Regions from separate parts of the Macaca mulatta genome. Here region 2 is linked to region 1. The links are chromatin contacts, called in public Hi-C maps. All regions are on one chromosome and are shown on one strand. Each heading gives the region's core, a stretch centred on a gene start, on an enhancer-like site or on the middle of the called end of the contact. The rest is flanking DNA. Distances are from core to core; before and after follow the strand shown. Region 1 holds the start of GAK (cyclin G associated kinase). Region 2 holds the start of DGKQ (diacylglycerol kinase theta).

Region 1 (3,789 bases), core at 182-2,681:
GTGATAATCAGAAGTCTGGGATAGTTTCCCATCTGGTCACAGGGCAGGCACCTGGACAGGCTAACCCTCCAGCCCTGAGAGGTACCACGGAGCTGGTGAGGGTGAGGGCTTTTGTGTCACTTCACTCCCTTGCCCTGTGCCAATACAGCAGAATAGAGTCACGCTTCCGCACCGAAGTCAACCATGTTTAGCCAACAAACTTCACAGCCAGTGAAACGTGACACACCTCCAGGCACCACTGGACAAAAAATGGAAGGAAAATCCACAACAAAGAAGGGGACTCACTGACACTGGAGATCGATTCCGTGTGAACGGAGAGGACGTTCAGGCAGCTAGAAATGGCAGGCAGAGACAAGACTGACTCAAGAGGACTTAAGCCGAGTGACCTGTCCACTCTGCAAATTCTATATAGGTCGCAACTACTGGCTCTGTTTCCTGTACCACACACAGAATCACACGAGTAGATGTTCACCGGGAAGAGAAACACTGAGGTGTTACGAAGAGCAACGGGGATCACTAGACAGAGCCCTGTCTACCCTCAGCCAACCCCCCACCCCCCAGGCTACGACCGCAACTACCTGCAACACGTGTGCATCCACCTACTGTCAAGTTCCCTGAACTGTAGAAGAATGAGCCCTAACCTCCAAAGTCCAGTCCTGTCCCTGCCTGCTCAATAACCCTAGATGTCCGGCAAAAGACCAAGGCTTAAACCCCCTCCTGCACCGCTCACCTTCTGACTCCAGCTGTCGGCCTTCCAGCACCCTCCCTCAGCCTCCGCTGTAGGCTCCCACCCAAGCTCCCTGCCTGCCACCATCCCCCACCTCACCCTAACATCTTCGCCCACCCACCCTGGGAGGTTCCCCAAGCCCCAGGCCTTGCTCCAACTTGACCCTACTCCTATCACAGGAAAGTACCCCGGCCCCAGCCTCGCCCTCCTCAATCACCGCCAGCAGGCACTGACCTACGGGGCCCCCCACTGTGACCCTCGCCTGGCCCTGACCCACGCCCTCGGCAGAGACCCTCCCCTGGCCGACCCTGACCCACAACCCACGCTGGGACCCCTAACCCACGCCCTTCCACTCCAAGCTGACGCTGCCCCCAGCGTCCCGGAGACAACACTCCGCGGCCGCACCCGCGCTGCCGACCCGGGGCCTCACCTTCGGCCAGGACCCGCCGCACCCGCAGCCGCAGCTCGCCCAGTTCCACCGTCTGCCCCACGAAATCACTCTGGTCGCGGCCGGAAGCACCGCCCAGGGAGCCTGGACCCGCCAAGAAGTCGAGCGCCGACTGCAGCAGCGACATGGCGGTGGCTGCGCCGCACCCCGCGGCAGCCGGAGTGGTCGGGCTCGGGCTCCCGCTCCCTCGCCGTCCGGGTCAGCTCAGTAACCGCCGGCCAGGAGCTGCACCATCTTCCGCCCCGACGCCGTGACGTACTCGCGCGTGAGGACGCGTCGCGTCAGGAGGCGTCGGGGCCCAGCCCCGTCCCCTTCGCCGCGGCCTCGCTTCCTGGCTGCGCGCTCCGGCGCGGAGGTCTGACGGAGACAGCGCGTGCGCGGCGTCGCCAGGCTTGTGACGAACTTCCGGTTATCAGGCTCCCGGCCGGGCTGACTCCAGAGGAGGCGTGCGGAGCGGTCGCCCGGCGATTCCCGCCCAGGTAGTTCAGCGCCCCAGCCCAACTCCCGGTACCGTTCCCCACATGGTCTGTTTTGTGGGAGGCTCCTTCTCATGTGTCTTCGATTTAAGCGCTTCGCCTACCTCTGGGTGGAGTCAGCCTCCCGTTTGCCGTTAGCGCCGCGTTTGCGAATGGGTTCGCGAATTTTTCTCTCAGTTGGCTAAGGAGCAAGGAGTTAGCGTGCGTTAAGCTATCAATAAATACTTGCTTTTTGTCTCATGGAGGTCGGAGTTTCCTGTGACGCTTAGCGACTAAGCTTGGCAGCCCCCTCCCAGCAGCCAGGCAGGCAGTTGGCAAGGGAAACGCTGCTGCACTGCCTTGTCTTCCGAGGAGAAGGCCAGGGTCTGGGCGGGAGAGTGACCAATAGTGGGAGCTGTGGGCTAGAAAACCTTCGTCCTGGGCAACCACAACACTGCACAGACTGCCCTGTGACCCTCAAGGTTCGTTCGCACCCTGACATTTTCCAAGGCAAAAGCAAGTCCTCATGAACCACTTGGAAGGGTTCATAATGCCCAACCATTTGGAGATGAAAAGGTGACGTTCCTTCTAGGATAATGAGGAAATGGCTCACAGACAGTGCATTTTTAGTTTCTGGCCCACACAGTATTTGGGGGTTGGGAGTGGGTAGCAGGAGGTGAATTAGTTGCTGTCATTTAAAGACTGATGCCAGGCGCTGTGGCTCACGCCTGTAATCCCGGTACTTTGGGAGGCCGAGGCGGGCGGATCACCTGAGGTCAGGAGTTTCAGACCAGCCTGGTCAACATGGTGAAACCCTGTCTCTACTAAAAATACAAAAATTAGCTGAGCATGGTGGCAGGTGCCTGTAATCCCAGCTACTCGGGAGACTGAGGCAGGAGAATCGCTTGAACCCAGGAGGCGGGCGCCACTGCACTCCAGCCTGAGATTCTGCCTCAAAAAAAAAAAAAATAATAATAATAATCATTGAAAGTCCTGAACGTTAAAAACCTAGTTTTCCAGCTTCTGTGGAAAAATCAAACCTGTCAATATTGGACCCCAAATGATGTGTGTTACCAGTTACCTAGAGCGGTCCCTCCAGGTAAGACACAGTGGTTTGCCTGACCAGATTGGCTCACGTATGTTACCTGCCTGGTTCCTATAGTCATTTGAGGTTGCAACCCTTTCCATAGAGTTATTTGTTCTCAAACTCAAAAATGGATTCTAAAACTCAAATCAGCCTCTTAGCCATCCCAGAAGCTAACATCTGTTATCTTTATCATTAAAAGATAATAGACTGAGCTCACTGGAACACTTACCTATTTTATGGAATGAAGTGTTACATGTAGCCAAATGAGATCTTTAAAAATACATATAACAAAAATAACAGTAGCAATAGCTTAGCTTATGCACTGATTCATTGCTTGCAACATCCTTCTCTGTAAGGGTTCATTGTAATGGTCCTAAAGCATCTTTGTGAAGAAAGCACAGTATAATTAACCCCCTTTATTTTGGGGATGAGAAAATATGCTCAACAATGCCATTACTTGGCCAGGGTCAACAAGTGATACAGCTAAAATTCAATACAAGTTCTGGCTTTTCAGCCAGTGCATTTGTCTGGTGGGCTGTGGAATAGAAGGATTGAGAGATCAGGAAAGAATCCCTGCTGGAGACAGACATCTGGGCATCCTCAGCATAGAGGTGGCAGTTGGCTGTAGGAGCTGAAGAGAGGACCAACAGAGATGGCGTACTAGACATAAAGAGGTTAGAATCTTCAGAGAATAGACAGCTTGTGGAGAAAGGGCAGCCAGTGAAGGAGGAAGAAAACCAAGAGAGTGTTGTCACAGAGCCAAGGAACAAGGATGTGCAGGGCAGAGAATGCAGTTAAGTGTCGAATGCTGCTTAAAAGTCAAGTAGAAAAAGAAATGGAAGATATGTGTAGATTTATTCACAACGGATCACTGGTCATCTCACCAAGAATAGCTTCACTGGAGTAATGAGGTGGAAGCTACATATCACCATAGTAGAGGAATGAAGAGATGATGAAGTAGAGATGGCAAGTGGAGATAAGACGTTTGTCTGTGGAGGAGAATGTGAACAACTTTAGGCCAACAAATTCAGCATCCTTAGCTTAGAGAGCTAGAAGGATGATGAGATGTTTT
Region 2 (3,771 bases), core at 554-3,053, 60 kb after region 1:
TGGTCTGAAATAATTGTTTCCATTGCTGTGCCCAGCGCCATGGTGTGGGACTGGTGGTTTCTTAGTTTTTTTCAGTTCTCTGACGCTTTGAGGAATTGTTTTGAAAGCAGTTTATCTACCATTTTAGTTGTTTTCTCTGGGGTTGTTGGACGGAGGGTCTTACCTGCTGTTCCTGGAGACAGTTCTGTACTGGCATGTTTTTCTCGCCTTTCCCTTCCTTTCTTACCTTTTAGTTTTTCATTGAATTTTATTACTTTTTTTTTTGTATTACATTTTTCCTCCGTGCTAATTTGGAATATATACACACTATTTCTCTTTTAAATGGCTAATCATGACATTTTACCTTGCAATTTCAACATAAGAAGTTCTAATGTTAAGAATATTTTAACCCCATCCCCAAAATAAAAAGAGTCAGAACACTGTAACTCTAATGATCCTTCCCCCAACTTACAGAGGATTATTGTCCAGTATTTTCATTTTGTTAGTAGACTGTTCTTTTTTCCTTTTTTTTTTTGGTACTTTTTTAGAAATGGGTCTCATTTTGTCAACCAGGCTGGAATGCAGCGGTGTGATCACAGCTCGCCTCAGCCTTGAACTCCTAAGCTCAAGCAATCTCCCACCTCAGTTTCGTGGGTAGCTGGGGCTCACAGGCATATGCCATCACATCTGGCTACATTTTTTTTTTTTTTTGTACAGATGGGGTCTTGGTACGTTGCCCAGGCCGATTTCAAGTTCCAGGCCTCAAGTGATCCTCCCGCGTTGGCCTGCAATCCCAAAGTGCTGGCGTTGCAGGTGTGAGCCACCGCACCCAGCTTGTTACTTTGCTTGGATTCACACAGGCATACAGGACTATGGTTGTCCTGTGGTATCCTCGGGGTATTGGTTCCAGGACCCTCAAAGATACCAAAATTTGCAGGTGCTCAAGTACTTCATATAAAATGGCGTAGTATTTGCACATTACCTACGCACATCCCACTGTGTACTTTAGATTACTTATGATCCCTAAAACAATGTAAATGCTCTGTAAATAGCTGTTACACTGTATTGTTTTAAAATGTGTATTATTTTGGTCGCCCGCGGTGGCTCACGCCTGTAATCCTAGCACTTTGGGAGGCCAAGGCGGGCGAATCGCGAGGTCAGGAGATCGAGACCACCCTGGCTAACACGGTGAAACCCCGTCTCTACTAAAAATGCAAAAAAATTACCCGGGTGTGGCCGCGGGCGCCTGTAGTCCCAGTTACTCGGGAGGCTGAGGCAGGAGAATGGCATCAACCCTGTGGAGGCGGAGCCTGCAGCGAGCCGAGATCGCGCCACTGCACGCCAGCCTGGGCGACACAGCGAGACTGTATTGCTTTAGCTTAAAAACAATATTTTCAGTCTGCTTGGTTGAATCCATGGATGTGAAGCCAAGTGTAAGGAGGGCCCAGTGTGCTCTTCTGGGATAATTCTCCTTCTTGCTAAAGCGCACGCTTTACACGGGAGGCTGGTGCGGGAAGATCGCCGCAGCCCCGGAGATGGAGGTTGCAGTGGGCCGAGATCGCGCCACCGCACCCCAGCCTGGGCGACAGAGCAAGACTCTGTCTCAAAAACACACAAAAACAGAGAAAAACAAGACAGTAATGGCTCAACTCACATAGCACCAATGGGCCAAGCGTTCTTCTGAGCGCTTTTCGAGTCACCGGTCCTCAGAGCAACCCCTGAGGCCTGCCAGGAAGCGGAACTCCAACCCCGCCGGGATCCCGGCTCCCGGAGGCTCCCCAGCCCCGCCCACCCGGCCATCGCCCCGCCCACCAAGGCCCCGCCCCGCCGCGGCGGTCACGTGGGGTGCGCGCCCAGACTCCTATCCGGAGGCGGAACCGGCAGTGCGGCCCGAAGTCCCAAAGTCACCGAGCGTGCCCGGCCATGCGCCCCCTGCGCCCCCGCGCAACGCTGCTCGCGGTCCTGGCCTCGCTCCTGGCCGCTCCCCCGGTGGTCCCGGCCGAGGCCCCGCACCTGGTGCAGGTGGACGCGGCACGCACGCTGTGGCCCCTGCGGCGCTTCTGGAGGAGCACAGGCTTCTGGTGAGCGCTCCGCGCGCCCGCCCGCGGCCTCCGGGACCCTGTGGTCGCACGGGGAGAGCTCGGGCGCCCCCTGACTGCGCACTGTGAGAGCTTCAGAGACCGGAGCTCCCTCCTCTGGGGCCCTGGCTCTCCCGGGCCCGCCCCGCGCCGTGTTTGGGGGTGGGCTCTCCAGCTGAGTGGGTGCCAGGGCGTGAGCCTGGGGCTGGGCCCTGAGCTTGCCCAGTGGCCGCCCCCTGTAGCCCAGACCGATGCCCAGGATCCTGCTCTTTGAGGTAAACCAGGAGTCTCCCGGGAGTGGGACCCCCCTGCAGCGGGACCTGGCCTGCCTGTCCCATTCCCTCCACCTAGAGCTGAGGGCCCGCCTGCCTGGCAGGGCCGGGGCCAGGGCTGGCGTTGGCCCCTCGTCTTACGGCCGCTCCCGTTCCGCAGGAAGATGGGACCTTCCAACATCCTTGGCCCTAAGGGTCATTTTATTAGTCACTGAGCGCACGCGCAGCGCCTGAATCCCGCGCCCGGGCAGTCCTGGGCTTGAACGTGTGTGTGGGCCGCGCTGCCAGCCATGCTGAGCCTCGGGACTGAGCCGCCCCTTTGCTGTCCCCAGCCCCCCGCTGCCACACAGCCAGGCTGACCAGTACGTCCTCAGCTGGGACCAGCAACTCAACCTCGCCTATGTGGGCGCCGTCCCTCACCGTGGCATCGAGCAGGTCCGGACCCACTGGCTGCTGGAGCTTGTCACCACCAGGTGGGCGACGGGTGGGGCCTGGGTGTCCCAGAGCCCCTTACAGAGGCACAGACGGGAGGGGCAGGGCTGGGGACTGCTCAGAAGACCCCTTGTTCCCCACTTTCCGCCAAAGCACCGTGTCCTTGCTGGCCGTGCTGGGGTGAGGGCTGTGTGCTGGAGGGAGCCCCTGCATGGGGCACGGTGGGCTTCCTGCAGGTCTCCCTGGAAGCTCAGGGTGGGCTGTGCCACACCTGTCTTCTCGTGCACCCATGAGCATCCCTGTGTGTTTGCTGACTGGGCTGGGCAGGGCCAGCACCTGAGAACTGAGGGGAGGTCTTAACTGGTCACAGCACCCTGGGCCCTGATGCTGGTGCAGGTGGCCACCCTGTGACAGGGAGGCACAAGGTGTGAGGGGCACTTGGGTGTGTGGGGCCTTCTGGAAACACAGAGACCCTCATGCTCTTGGCCGGAGCCGCTGGCTCCTACCAGCAGGATGGGCACTAGGCAGGCCAGGGCATAGGGGGTCCTCTTGGCACCTTGGAGGCTGCATAATGTTGGGGGGCCCTTGTTCAAATAAGATGTCAACCCCGAGCGTCAGGCCAGGCCCATCCCTGCTGAGCCGAGGGACAGCAAGGGTGTGGAGCATTGAGACCCAGCCAGCACTATGGGCCAGCCTGTCTTGGAGGCAGAAGTTCTTGATTTCTGAGTGTTTGGGTCCTGCGTGTGATCAGAGGGGCTCCTTACCCAGTCGGGGTTCCCCGGTTTCCCCAGGGCAGCTGTGGCACAAGAGTGCAGCTCTTGGGCGGCTCCTCCCTGGGAAGGGTCTCAGCAGTGGCTTGCAGACGTCTGCTGTGGGCGCCCCTGGAGGGAGCAGAGGCTGCTGGACAGGCCTGGCCCTGCTACGGGTGGGCGTCAGTGGCCTCCAGCTCCCTGTGGCGGGCTCGTGCTGTCTGCACGGCATTGTGCACACTGAGAAACAGCTGCTCCTCC

Evidence for each region. Hi-C and Micro-C count contacts between places; a contact is called where the count stands out from the background.
Region 2: a Hi-C map of liver shows a contact between it and region 1, with 2.0 times the contacts expected there. The contact joins the promoter of DGKQ here to the promoter of GAK in region 1. A contact is called at or near these places in 2 of 14 Hi-C or Micro-C datasets (CD4 T cells and liver).

Annotation. Positions count from the first base shown.
Region 1 is chr5:1,003,618-1,007,406 of T2T-MMU8v2.0, forward strand. It overlaps GAK (cyclin G associated kinase), which reads right to left and starts at 1,432. Exons shown (of 28, transcript XR_013417613.1): 1 at 1,158-1,432. It overlaps TMEM175 (transmembrane protein 175), which reads left to right. Exons shown (of 12, transcript XM_078002817.1): 2 at 1,602-1,654.
Region 2 is chr5:1,062,992-1,066,762 of T2T-MMU8v2.0, forward strand. DGKQ (diacylglycerol kinase theta) reads right to left here and starts at 1,804. Exons shown (of 23, transcript XM_078002799.1): 1 at 1,634-1,804. All of the region lies in intron 2 of SLC26A1 (solute carrier family 26 member 1), which reads right to left. IDUA (alpha-L-iduronidase) reads left to right here and starts at 1,835. Exons shown (of 13, transcript XR_013417628.1): 1 at 1,835-2,060. It overlaps LOC100424214, which reads left to right. Exons shown (of 4, transcript XM_078002850.1): 4 at 1-1,041.